Regions from separate parts of the Pan troglodytes genome. Here region 1 is linked to region 2. The links are chromatin contacts, called in public Hi-C maps. All regions are on one chromosome and are shown on one strand. Each heading gives the region's core, a stretch centred on a gene start, on an enhancer-like site or on the middle of the called end of the contact. The rest is flanking DNA. Distances are from core to core; before and after follow the strand shown.

The links. Hi-C and Micro-C count contacts between places; a contact is called where the count stands out from the background.
Region 1: a Hi-C map of stem cell-derived neural progenitor cells shows a contact between it and region 2, with 3 times the contacts expected there. The contact joins the enhancer-like site here to the promoter of FZD5 in region 2. A contact is called at or near these places in 2 of 7 Hi-C or Micro-C datasets (induced pluripotent stem cells and stem cell-derived neural progenitor cells), 1 of 1 datasets of contacts at active chromatin or transcription factors (stem cell-derived excitatory neurons) and 1 of 1 other capture datasets (stem cell-derived neural stem cells).

What each region holds. Positions count from the first base shown.
Region 1 is chr13:110,135,569-110,142,226 of NHGRI_mPanTro3-v2.0_pri, reverse strand. The region is part of intron 6 of PLEKHM3 (pleckstrin homology domain containing M3); the gene reads left to right. Among named protein-coding and RNA genes, the nearest start is that of FZD5, 130 kb to the right of the region's middle. Within about 2 kb of position 4,651, at least 12 of the 24 cell types and tissues checked have an H3K27ac peak or open chromatin away from gene starts, as enhancers often do. A contact at or near this core is called in stem cell-derived neural progenitor cells and stem cell-derived neural stem cells, where this site is marked.
Region 2 is chr13:110,001,409-110,008,242 of NHGRI_mPanTro3-v2.0_pri, reverse strand. It overlaps FZD5 (frizzled class receptor 5), which reads left to right and starts at 2,204. Exons shown (of 2, transcript XM_063790696.1): 1 at 2,204-2,842; 2 at 3,113-5,496. The coding sequence starts at 3,368. The coding sequence ends at 5,125.

The DNA.
Region 1 (6,658 bases), core at 3,402-5,901, 130 kb before region 2:
TGGCTCACTGCAACCTCAGCCTCCTGAGTTCAAGCAATTCTCATGCCTCAGCCTCCCGTGTAGCTGGGATGACAAGCATGTACCACTAGGCCTGTCTAATTTTTGCATTTTTAGTAGAGACAGGGTTTCACCATGTTGGCCAGGCTGGTTTCAAACTTCTGACCTCAAGTGATCAGCCTCCCAAAGAGCTGGGATTACAGGCGTGAGCCTCTGCTCCCTGCCAGAAAGTTATTTTAAATTAAATGGCAGACATGATGTTAGAGCATTTAGTTGGAGAGGTCTAAGAAAAGACTAAGGTTTTCATTTCCATTTATGTGTCAAGTTGAAACCTATTTGCACATATCAGCTCTCCCAACTCCTTTGGTCCTGCCTGACCTTTATTACATAGTCAAGCAGCAGTGGTCTGCTGGCTAGGGTGGAAAGGGGTATATTTTTACTTAAAATTGTTGTTCAAGGGGAAGAATTGGTTAAAACACTTGTTATACATTTATCTATTTTCTGAAGTCTACCTGATCGTAGTGCCTGAGGACACAGACTCTATCATTTGAGAAGTATGTTTAAAGGCACTGAACATTCTTGTAAAGATGGTTTAAAATACAATGGGTGGGCTCCAAAGTGAGTACTCTTTGAGGGAGCCTTTCAAACGTGAGTTTTGATATCTGATGAAGAGAAAGAATCAGAGTAATTCCATATTCATTTTAGGGTGTCAAAGTAATGTGTCCATTTGGAATCATACAGCCTGCTTTTTAAGGCTTTCCTATACCCTGCTGTCTTTCTCTCCACCCCCTTTTCTTTTTTTCCTCCTTTAATAATCAAACCATACATGCCAAGCAGCTTACTTAAATCAGTGGCAGGGGTATTCTTGGTGGCCAGGCCATTAGCCCCTGGAGCCCCATAAGCAGCTTAATCAGTTTTCAGTGATGGAGGCAATCAACAGCTTATCAAACACCCTGTGGGCGGGGCAGCTAGAGCTCAATGCATCCATTTACTTAACAGCTCACTCTAACCTGGTTCTTTGTGCCTGGCTTTAAGAGCCCCAAACTTATCATATTTAAAGGAAGTTTAATTCGATTACTTTTTCTGCCTGAGGTGGGTTAAATTGGATTTAGCTTTTGATCTGTCTGCATCTTGGCTATCAGCACTGAAGGGCATCCCCAGCTTCATCTTTCCTTGGTTTCTAAGTAAATAACAAGCATGTTTTCTAGATCTGAATTGTTCTTGCAAATATGTAATGGAAAGGACACAAGGAGAAAGAACAAAAAATACCATTGCTTTGTGAAAGGGCATGTGGTGGTATCGGGAAACCCTACCTAACTGACCCAACCACCAGCCTTATGGCGTCCTGGGCCTTTTTGGCCTCTTCTGGACTCCTTCATCATCCTGCTTCTTGTCAGTTTCAGGCGTTTTAGAGTAAATTGTTTTCCCTGTTTGATTTTTCTCCTCACTGCTAAAGGTTTCTGTAAAAGCAGACCTGTCTGTCATATCAAGTAACTAGAGAAAAGGGGCTTTTAATGTTCAGATTTTGCAGGGGAAAGGAAAATAAACTAAAGCAAGTGACTCAAGAGTTATAAATCAGAAAAAACAATAATGCAGATATTCTTCTTAAATGCACAGGTTCCTGTCTACACATTTCTCTTAAGTTAATTTGATTTTTCCCATTAGCTCTTATTTAAAAAGCAAAACAGACATTTTCCTCTTCAAAAAGAAAAAAAATAGGTAAGAATTTAATAAACATGGTGAAAGGAGATTTATAATTTAGAGATAATTTTAAAATAATATAGTACACAAAGCACTAATAATACTTAAAAATGCTGAAAGAATTCTGGTACCAAAAAAATTGCAATCTTATTGTCCTCTGTCTGGTTTTATGTTTATAAGTAACAATGCCTAAAATTTTAGCAGATAGACTCAATTTAACAATTTGGCTGAAGATTTCAAGCTACCTTACCGCTGCTTTTGTTACATTCAAGACAGTTTTCCCCCTTCTCATTATTTGAATTACTGTCCTCTTTGCATGCATTTTCCCTTACTATTGTACATTTAGATGTGAGGAAAGAAATAGCAAGGATTGACAATTGCTTTACAAAGGAGATTCCCTCCAGTTGTTCTGGGAACGATTGTCTCCTGCTCACTGTTCACTGAGTACCAGTTATTGGCAAAATTAATACTCAGACTGAGTCCCTAATTGTCTGTTTGTTTGACCAGTGATTGAATTGCTCACTGGTATGACTTGCACATTGAAAAAGTAGTAGTTGAATGTAGTCATTATCTGACTACAGTCAGTTGGTAGCGTTTAGCCATAACGTGTAAAATGGAGCCAAGTAAACCTGGCCTAGTAGCAGGGCCAAGGAAGAAGCATAAGACACAGGCAGAGGCTCTCCAGATCCTAGGAGCTCCAGGGAGCATGGCCTTCCTTTACTCATTTCTTGTGTTTAGAATTCCAGGTGAATTTCTGTTCTGCAAACTAGATATTGTTAGAAAAACATATTCAATCCAAACTCTTTGAATATAACTTTAACAGAAGGTACTGCTCATTTTTTAAAAAATAAAATCTTACAAACTTTCTTTGAGGAGGTATGAATGCATGGTGGTTTTTGAAGTGACCAAGTACTTCCTTATAAAGGAAGTAGCAGGCAACAACTCAGCGTGTGTGGATGCATGGACTAGTATTGGTGCATGTTTTGAATGGGGAAACGAGGCACTGCTTTTTAAGAGCTTTTCCTTGGTTAGCTACTTTGAGAAGGATAAATAGAATAGAATTTGTGTTTTGTTATTTTCAGTCTATCCAGCATTATCACAAATCCATGAGAAGGCTTTAAGACAGGAATGCAATAAAAATATATGCTCACCTGAGATGGCAAGACTTGTACCGTAACTCTCAATGCCTTAACTTTTGGTGTCAGCTATCTGCTTTCCCTGTTAGGTATGTGACAAACCATCTCCTTACTCACATCCCCTTGGCACTTTTAACACTGATGAAAAGGTTCCAGATTTTACCAGTAGAATACATTAGTACATATAAATAAATGGTCAAGAGTTCTTAGTTGTTCTTAAGGAGCAAATCAGAACTCTGGTTTAATATGTCAGTCTTTGGACTGTGTAAATGATAGGAGAATTCTTCTAAAGTTCCTTCTACTTGCTGAAAGAAAAGGTCAGATTTTACTTTTAAATTTTGGCTACCTGTGCTCTTGTGACAAAACCTAAAATGTATATTAATGACTAACTCTTCTGGTATTACTCACCTTTGGGGGCATATGTAAGTTAAGCATTGAATGATTCTATTTGTGGCGATTCATGAGAAAGGATACTGGATGATCCCATGGGTGAGGTGGCTGGTTAGAGTAGGCCCCCCCCACTCCCTCCACTGCCCACCACCTCACCCCCGCACACACACACCCCTCTTGTGAGACAATCTAAGGAGCTAATTTTCTCATTATTTTCCTTCCCTGGGCCCTAAATTTCCAAATGAGACCCTACCTTTAGGTGAAGGCTGTTTAGATTCTAGTTTATAGGAAATATATTACCCAAGAAAAATAAATTATTATTTTGGCAGAAATTCATTTGAAAACATGGCATGGTATTGGGGGCGGGGAGACATTTCCACAGATAAGTTTTAATGAAAGAAAAAGGACAGGAAAGTCTGGAATTTGGAGTACTTACTAAAGAGTTGTGAAGTGGGAAGGATGCCAGGTGGGAGGACCCACAGCACTCAAGAGCCATGAAAAGAGAGAGGAGTGACCAGATGTACACTACCTTTCTGGAATTGCCTAGCACTGCCTAAACCGTTTGTTTTATACTAAAGCAATACACACTTACACTAAGCAACTAATGTAACTTATGCAACATAGAAATGTTCAGTGGATGGATGGATGGATGGATGGATGGATGGATGGGTGGGTGGATGGGTGACAGGGTGTATATGTACATATGTTCATACATATACTATCGTGAACTCACTGGTTCTCTCTCCCCTGAAAAGCAAAGCAAACTGATTAACATTAGCCGCTAAACAAAACAAAATTAGAAAAGCTGGCGATGAAATAACAATGCACAGAATTCTAAAACCAAATAAAAATCTCTGCTTATGTCAGAATAATGGGGAGTTGTTTAGTGTTGTAAACTTCCTGAACACTCCATATCCTGAACAGTTAACTCTTCAGTTAACTTTTTTGCTAGTCCAGCATACCCACAGAGCTTAGGAATTGTCATCCGTGTGACCTCAACATTTGTTGGAATTGGCCCCTAAAGAAATAATTCAAACAGTGGTCTTACCTCAACTGTTTTCTAGCTGGTAAGATCACGAAAAGGCAATGTTTAAGGTATTTCAAGGCCACTTTTAAACAACATACTTTACTGAATTCTTCTTCAAGGAAGTGATGTGAGTTATTTTGCACGGCCCTGCCCCACCAAACAAACCCATTATCAGAGAACGTTTTTCTCTATGGACGCTCTTCACAGAGTCAGCAGACAAAGGCCGAGCCTAAGTGGGCACCCAGCACAGCTGCCCTTTCACCAAAGAAGTAACAGGTGATGACCTTTATTCACACAGGGGTTGACATCTTTGAATCCACAGCTCACAGGAACACAGCGCCTCAGTGCCCACAACCGAGTCACCAGTCCCAAGCCTCAGGAGCCCAAGGAACTTGTATTCATAGCTTCTCAGCAGCCCTGATCCCTACACCATTGTCCACCCAGGCATTAGTGGTGAGGATAACTAATTAGGGGCATTCGGATTTAACAAGCAGAAAAACAAAGCGTGACAGCTCGCCTGTGTTGTTCCATGGCAAGTGCCTGTGTCTGCTGCAGCCGGCACTGCCTTCAGAAACCACTGAACATAATCTGGGGCGAGACAGGAACGAGGCCTCCATTAAAACATCACTAAATCTCTGTTAACTATTTTAGCCACGGCTCTTCCAACCAATTAATGAGCTAGGAAAGAGGACTATAAGTTATTTGGGGAACAAATTATGCCTTTTAAGCAAGTGGGTTTTCAAAAAATGAATGCACAGGCTAAGATCTTGCTGGGGAGGAGGAAGGGATTGAGTGTTATTCTTTGAAGTTTTGATAGACAGGCAGCAGAGCAAATGGAAAAGTGCTGTTTCTCAAGAGAGCAGGTGTATCTTGAGTGGGTGCCGAACAGTTCATGCCTCATGCTCGGTCTCCCAGTGTGTTTCACATCGTACAGGGAGGGGAACGGGAAGAGTGACAACTGCTGCTAGGTGCCAGGACTGGAGCTGGGTCTTCTGACTTCTCACTTTCAGTCTTGATGTCTTTACTACCTGCTGAGCATAACTACTAGTTTTCTGGTGTTTTGGTGATGGGGCCAGTTAGCTGAGTGGGTTAAAGCAGGTGATTAGCAAGGTGCTGGTGCAGATTGTTCTTTATGCAAGCTGACTTTTCTGTTCTGCAGACCCAGGCACTACAGCCAAATCTAACCTGATCCACAGATGATTGAAGGATCGGGGGAGCTCGGCACAGGATGTGGCAGCAAATGTGTGGCGCTAAGGACAAAGTCACTGCCTTTTGTGGAAGCCAGATCAGAAAGATGACTGTGTGTTGTGAGTGGTGGATAGAGAGCCCTGTTGCCCAGGTGAGAAGGAGCTCAGTTGAGATAAGGATTCCAGGAGCCAACTCGAGCCCCTCAGGTAGAGACAACAATACCGGTTGAGGCTGCAGCTGTGGAGTTGGATGGTGTTTAGTCAGTGCTGAAATCACTTTCCTGGGAGTCCCTTGGCATGCAGTCATCTGAGTGCTGTTGTTGTTGTTGGGTTTTTGTTGTTTCCTATTTTAAAAGAGTAATCATAATACTGACGAAGTGAGGGCCTGTTTTCAAAGAACATTTACTTAAAGATATAGAGTAAGGTTAGCATCGGTCTTGCCAGTGGTAGAAACCTATGCCACCAACAGCCATCATGAAAGGGCCCCAGGAGTCTTTCTGGTTCTTCATTTCTATTCAGTTTGATTCAACAAGTGTGTATTGATTGAATGCTTTCTGTGTGCCAATCATTGAGCTAGCCACAGAGGAGGCAAAGGTGATTAAGCCACAATTCCTTCCCTCACTGAGCTCACAGTCTGATGAGAGAGGCAGATAGGCATTGTTGAAGTCAGCGGAGTTGAACCTAGGGTACTTGGGGAATACATCTGACCAAGTGTGTGGCAGATTGTATTTTGCAAAAATAGCTGCAACAGTACCTTCCATCCCACATGTCTTTCTTACACTGTGACTTTGATGCTCCTCCTATTCAGTAGTGAGATCTGTGTTCCTTCTCCCCGAATTTGGGCAGGTCTGTGACTATGGAAGTGATGCCATGTGATTTCCAAAGCCAAGTCATAAAAGGTGATATATCTCCAACCTGGTGCTGTCTGGAGATGCTCATTCATGGCAACCCAGTGGCCATGTTGTAAGGAAGTCCAGATTAGCCCTCATAGAACAACCACATGAACAGGTCTCATATGGTAGTTGCTCTAGCTGGCAGCGATCATCAGCCACCAGAGAGATGAGTGAAGACAGCCCCACATGATTCCAGCTGCTAGCCTTCAAGTCTTCTCACCTAGGCTAGAGATGAGGCTGCAGATATTATGGAGCAGAAACAAACCATCTCCACAGTGTCCTTCCTGGAGTCCTGACCGACCGACAAAATGTGTGAGCCCATAATAA
Region 2 (6,834 bases), core at 955-3,454:
CTGCACATACTTTCCACTGAGGGCTTCCCTTTCTTGCTCACTGCTATGCCCACAGCTTTTCAACTCCCACTATTTTCAACCCCGGGATGCTTCCTGACCCAGAGTGGCAAGTAATTCCAAAACACAAGAGATAAAATATGAACACCTGTAGAATTCCAGAGAAAGAAAGATGTAAGGTATATTTATTCATTTATTTAATTATGCATTTTAGAGTGGGGGGTCTTGCTATGTTGCTCAGGCTGGTCTGCAAACTCCTGGGTTCAAGCCATCCTCCCACCTCAGCCTCCCAAAGTGTTAGGATTACAGGCGTGAGCTATGGCGCCCGGCCTTTTAAACGTTTATTAATAGTTTTGATATCTGCGAAGTGATTGATATTTGTTCCTTTTTAACTTGGAGGCTGGGATTAACACACGTGTTCTTCATTATTGCCCACAAAGCGTTGTTGATACGCAGGAGGGGAGTGGCACTTCCGCAATTTATTCTTCCAACCTGTGGCAATGGGATCCCGGACAGGAGATGGACAGTAACCCGCGGTTGATCTGGATCTAGTCCAGTTAGTCCAGTCCCTATCCCTTCAAGTGTCCCCAGGCCCTCTTGCCTATTTTCGCCCTTTGCCCAGTGGAAGGAAAAGTTTGGGGAGAAGGAAAAAATTTAAACCCTCTTCCTAGGCGTGTGAATGTATTTCAAGTATGCTAAATACCTCAGTCTTCCAATCTAATTACAACACATAGAAAAGAGGCATTTTTAGGACATTTAAAACTTGTAGCATAATTGCGCAACAGAAGAGCGCCGCCGTGTCCCCGCCATCGGTGCGCCCTCCGACCCCCCGCGGCGCGCAAGTGCGCGGCTTAGCAGCAGGCAGCCGGGGACGGAAGGGGACGGGGAGGCCGGCGCCCTGCCCAGCACAGAACCCTGGGTCGGTATCGCTTCTCTCTGCGGGCGACTTCGGAACTGCCTGGGATTATAAACCTCGACCAATAAAGGACTCACATCTTTCTGGGTCTTCTAAAGGCAGAAAGAAATCCATTTTCTTGTCACAACAAGATTTTGTTAAGAGATGCAAAAGTAAAGGTCGAAGCCAGGGAGGCTGCGATGGTATGGGGGGAGGGGCGGCTACGATGGTGAGTGCCGCTGACCAACTACCTGGGTTCGAATCCCAGGGTTGCCATTTGGGCGGCTACTATGTGCCAGGTGATCGGAAAACGGAGGTGAACTTGCTTGCCGAGGTCGCCCTTTCTTGGGGGAACTGTGATTAGCTCGGTTGCCTTGGCCAAGTCTCAGTCTCGGTTTCTTCACCTGTAGGAAGTACCTGCCTCAGAATTGTTGTAAGGAGTGAGATCTTGTCTTAAGATGTAAACGGGCCGGGCGCGGTGGCTCACACCTGTAATCCCAGCACTTTGGGAGGCCGAGGCGGGCAGATCACGGTGTCAGGAGTTCGAGAACAGCCTTACATGGTGAAAGCCCGTCTCTACCAAAAAATACAAAAATTAGCTAGGCGTGGTGGCGGGCGCCAGTAATCCCAGCTACTCAGGAGGCTGAGGCAGGAGAATCGCTTGAACCCGGGAGGCGGAGGTTGCAGTGAGCCGAGATCGCGCCACTGCACTCCAGCCTGGGAGACAGAACAACTCGTCTCAAAAAAAAAAAAAAAAGGATGTAACCGATTAACACTTTGTTGGGCACACAGTAAAGGGCTCAGTAAGTATCCTCTCTTCTTTCACACAGATCCAAGACAGCGCAGAAGGGAGACAGCCACGCCTAAGAATGATTCCTTGAGCAGTTCTTTCAAAGAAGCACTGAACTCTGTAAGGACGCTTAGCTGCAGGCAGAAAGGGCAGGGGCCCTGGGAGCAAAGGTGCATAAGCCAGGAAGTTACAGGAGCGAGTCCTGCACCCAGGGCGCGGGCAGAGAACTCCGGAGGGACTTCTGGCAAGGGCTTCCCGCCCGGGTGCCCAGAGCGGCATGATTAGCATTCGCCCCGCCCCCATCTCCTCCCGGCCCGCGATTTGTCAGCGCTCCTTGGCCGCCCGCTCCTGGAGGGGCCAGAAGGCGCCGGGGGAAAGGCCGAGCCCGCGGGGCAGTGGGCGGGGACGCGCGGAGAGCGTGGCGAGGCGGCCCACCAACCGCGCCCGGGCCTGAGGGGGCGGGGCCGGGGCGGGGCTTCCCGGCGGGCATTAGAAGCAGGTGACCCGGGCGGGGCGGGAGAGGGCAGCCAGCCTGCGGCCGTGAGTCCGCTGTGGTCGCCGCCGCGCGCGGTTCCGTGCTCGCCAGAGGTGGGCGAAAGGGTGCGAGAGCGCGGGGGAGGAGCCGAGCAGGGCACGTCCCGAGAGCGTCGCCACCGCCCCCAGGAGTCCACTGGAGCGCGGAGCCCCCTGCAGGGGAGGAAGCGAGCGGCGGGCGGGACGCGGCGGCCGGCGCTCACCATGCAGTCCCGGCCCGGCCAGCGCCGGCTGCTCGCGGTGCTGTGAGGCGGCGGGGTCCCACGGCCCCCGCCTCCCGCGTTCCTCCCGCCCAGGTGCTGCCAGGCGCGCTCGCCCTCCGTCCGGCTCCCGGCCCCGGGGAGAACGCACGGCCTGCCCCTGCCCGGCTCCGTCTGGATCATGCGGGGGGCTCCCGAGGAGGAGAGGGCGAGTGACCGGCCTGCGCCGCCCCTGTTCTGGGGGCGCCCCCCACTCTGAGTCGCCCCCACCTGCTGCCATGTGCCGCTGCCACGGGTACCCAGCCTGTCGCTAAACTTTCCGGGCGCCAGCCCGGCTCTGAGTCGCGCTTCTCAGCGGAGTGACCCAGGGACGGAGGACCCAGGCTGGTTGGGGACTGTCTGCTCTTCTCGGCGGGATCCGTGGAGGTGAGAACCTTCCCTTTCTCCCTGTTCTTCTCCCGGTTCCTGTGCCCTTTTCCGGGAAGCTGAGGGTTCTGGTCTCCGGGCACTGCCTGAAAGGCCCAGCTTGGAAAGAGAGGGTGGGGGAATCAGTAGTTTGGTTACAGGAGGCGGAGCGGGGAGGAAAGGAAAGGGGTTAACTTAAGAGATTTGGAGACAGCTCGCGGGGACCGAACTGTTGACGCCTCTCCAACAGGGAGTGGTTGCAATCTTTCTTCTCCCCCTTCTTTTTTAAAGAGTCCTTTCCCTGGAATCCGAGCCCTAACCGTCTCTCCCCAGCCCTATCCGGCGAGGAGCGGAGCGCTGCCAGCGGAGGCAGCGCCTTCCCGAAGCAGTTTATCTTTGGACGGTTTTCTTTAAAGGAAAAAGCAACCAACAGGTTGCCAGCCCCGGCGCCACACACGAGACGCCGGAGGGAGAAGCCCCGGCCCGGATTCCTCTGCCTGTGTGCGTCCCTCGCGGGCTGCTGGAGGCGAGGGGAGGGAGGGGGCGATGGCTCGGCCTGACCCATCCGCGCCGCCCTCGCTGTTGCTGCTGCTCCTGGCGCAGCTGGTGGGCCGGGCGGCCGCCGCGTCCAAGGCCCCGGTGTGCCAGGAAATCACGGTGCCCATGTGCCGCGGCATCGGCTACAACCTGACGCACATGCCCAACCAGTTCAACCACGACACGCAGGACGAGGCGGGCCTGGAGGTGCACCAGTTCTGGCCGCTGGTGGAGATCCAATGCTCGCCGGACCTGCGCTTCTTCCTATGCTCTATGTACACGCCCATCTGTCTGCCCGACTACCACAAGCCGCTGCCGCCCTGCCGCTCGGTGTGCGAGCGCGCCAAGGCCGGCTGCTCGCCGCTGATGCGCCAGTACGGCTTCGCCTGGCCCGAGCGCATGAGCTGCGACCGCCTCCCGGTGCTGGGCCGCGACGCCGAGGTCCTCTGCATGGATTACAACCGCAGCGAGGCCACCACGGCGCCCCCCAGGCCTTTCCCAGCCAAGCCCACCCTTCCAGGCCCGCCAGGGGCGCCGGCCTCGGGGGGCGAATGCCCCGCTGGGGGCCCGTTCGTGTGCAAGTGTCGCGAGCCCTTCGTGCCCATTCTGAAGGAGTCACACCCGCTCTACAACAAGGTGCGGACGGGCCAGGTGCCCAACTGCGCGGTACCCTGCTACCAGCCGTCCTTCAGTGCCGACGAGCGCACGTTCGCCACCTTCTGGATAGGCCTGTGGTCGGTGCTGTGCTTCATCTCCACGTCCACCACAGTGGCCACCTTCCTCATCGACATGGAACGCTTCCGCTATCCTGAGCGCCCCATCATCTTCCTGTCAGCCTGCTACCTGTGCGTGTCGCTGGGCTTCCTGGTGCGTCTGGTCGTGGGCCATGCCAGCGTGGCCTGCAGCCGCGAGCACAACCACATCCACTACGAGACCACGGGCCCTGCACTGTGCACCATCGTCTTCCTCCTGGTCTACTTCTTCGGCATGGCCAGCTCCATCTGGTGGGTCATCCTGTCGCTCACCTGGTTCCTGGCCGCCGGCATGAAGTGGGGCAACGAGGCCATCGCGGGCTACGCGCAGTACTTCCACCTGGCTGCGTGGCTCATCCCCAGCGTCAAGTCCATTACGGCACTGGCGCTGAGCTCCGTGGACGGGGACCCAGTGGCCGGCATCTGCTACGTGGGCAACCAGAACCTGAACTCGCTGCGCGGCTTCGTGCTGGGCCCGCTGGTGCTCTACCTGCTGGTGGGCACGCTCTTCCTGCTGGCGGGCTTCGTGTCGCTCTTCCGCATCCGCAGCGTCATCAAGCAGGGCGGCACCAAGACGGACAAGCTGGAGAAGCTCATGATCCGCATCGGCATCTTCACGCTGCTCTACACGGTCCCCGCCAGCATTGTGGTGGCCTGCTACCTGTACGAGCAGCACTACCGCGAGAGCTGGGAGGCGGCGCTCACCTGCGCCTGCCCGGGCCACGACGCCGGCCAGCCGCGCGCCAAGCCCGAGTACTGGGTGCTCATGCTCAAGTACTTCATGTGCCTGGTGGTGGGCATCACGTCGGGCGTCTGGATCTGGTCGGGCAAGACGGTGGAGTCGTGGCGGCGTTTCACCAGCCGCTGCTGCTGCCGCCCGCGGCGCGGCCACAAGAGCGGGGGCGCCATGGCCGCCGGGGACTACCCCGAGGCGAGCGCCGCGCTCACAGGCAGGACCGGGCCGCCGGGCCCCGCCGCCACCTACCACAAGCAGGTGTCCCTGTCGCACGTGTAGGAGGCTGGCGCCGAGGGACTCGGCCGGAGAGCTGAGGGGAGGGGGGCGTTTTGTTTGGTAGTTTTGCCAAGGTCACTTCCGTTTACCTTTATGGTGCTGTTGCCCCCTCCCGCGGCGACTTGGAGAGAGGGAAGAGGGGCGTTTTCGAGGAAGAACCTGTCCCAGGTCTTCTCCAAGGGGCCCAGCTCACGTGTATTCTATTTTGCGTTTCTTACTGCCTTCTTTATGGGAACCCTCTTTTTAATTTATATGTATTTTTCTTAATTTGTAACTTTGTTGCATTTTGGCAACAATTTACCTTTGCTTTGGGGGCTTTACAATCCTAAGGTTGGCGTTGTAATGAAGTTCCACTTGGTTCAGGTTTCTTTGAACTGTGTGGTCTCAGTTGGGAAAATATATTTCCTATACGTGTGTCTTTTAAAAAAATGTGAACAGTGAACGTTTCGGTTGCTGTGACTGGGAAGTTGTTGGGTGTGCTTTTTCAGCCAGCTTCTCCTTCCACTGCTTAAAGTGTCCATGATTCTTTAAGGTGAGCTGCAGTTTATAGCCCCAGGTCATACCTAGGAGGGGAGCATAATGTGCTCAGGGCCTCCCCAAAGTGACAAGGTTAGGGAGTGCTTAGCGATTTTGTGTTCAGCCTTAGCTTTGTTTATAGAGAGAGGTTCAGTTTCTTTTCTGTAGTGCTTGTAATAATTCTCACTCCTAACAGCACCATCGTTGTGTCTTGAATAAGTTAGAGGTAGCATTATAGAGGATCTGGCATAAATATTTGCAGTAGTGAGAGCCTAAGCGATGGTGATTGGTGGAGCTTGAATTTTAGGCTGGTGAGATGGCAGCTTTGTGCCTGAGAGGTAGTGGGTGGTTCTTAGGCTTCAGTGATCCCTTTTTTTTTTTTTTTTTTTTAAGGAACTTGTGTTATAATTTTGGTAAAAGTATAAACCCACTCCCTCTGGACAGTACTTAGCGACAGTTGCTAAAGGGGGCTCCTTTTTAAATGTAAGGACTGAAATGGATATACTTCTAATAAGTAAATTTCCAACACTTATTTGCTCCACCCCCTCACCCCTCCCCCTTTATCATGTTAAACAGCCTTTTTGCTTTTCTTATTCCTCCTCTCCTGGAGAGCTGTGATTAGAAACCACACCCACCCTTGAATGAAGTGCTTGAACTGGGGGAGGGAGGCTGGCTACCTGTGAACAAACATTGGCCCAAATAAGGGAAAATAAGTGTCCCTGGACTTTGGACTCGTTTGTAGCCAGATATTCCAAGAGCAGCAAGACGTTGCTCTCTGCCGTCTCTGAAAACAAAACAGATGCATAACATGCTTGCACAACCTTTTAAAATATAGATCAGTATAGTGCTACCTCTATAGTTTTCTTCCTCTTCTGAGAAAGCCTGTATATTGATGATCACACACACACACACACACACACACACACACACACACACACTTTGCAATTAGAGAATTTGGTTTGCTTTACTAATCTGTTTAACTATTCCTTCATTCATTATGAACGCTTATATTGATGAACATACACACAGAGGTTTCTTTGCTATTAGAAAATTCTGTTTGCTTTCCTAATCTGTTTAAGCATTCATTCATGAAGAGTGTGGGGCCATTACTGGGGAAGGGGGGTGACAGTGCCTCAGCCTCAGCCAGCAAAATACCAATGACCAGGATTGGGGACTAAATTTAGGAAGCTAAAATG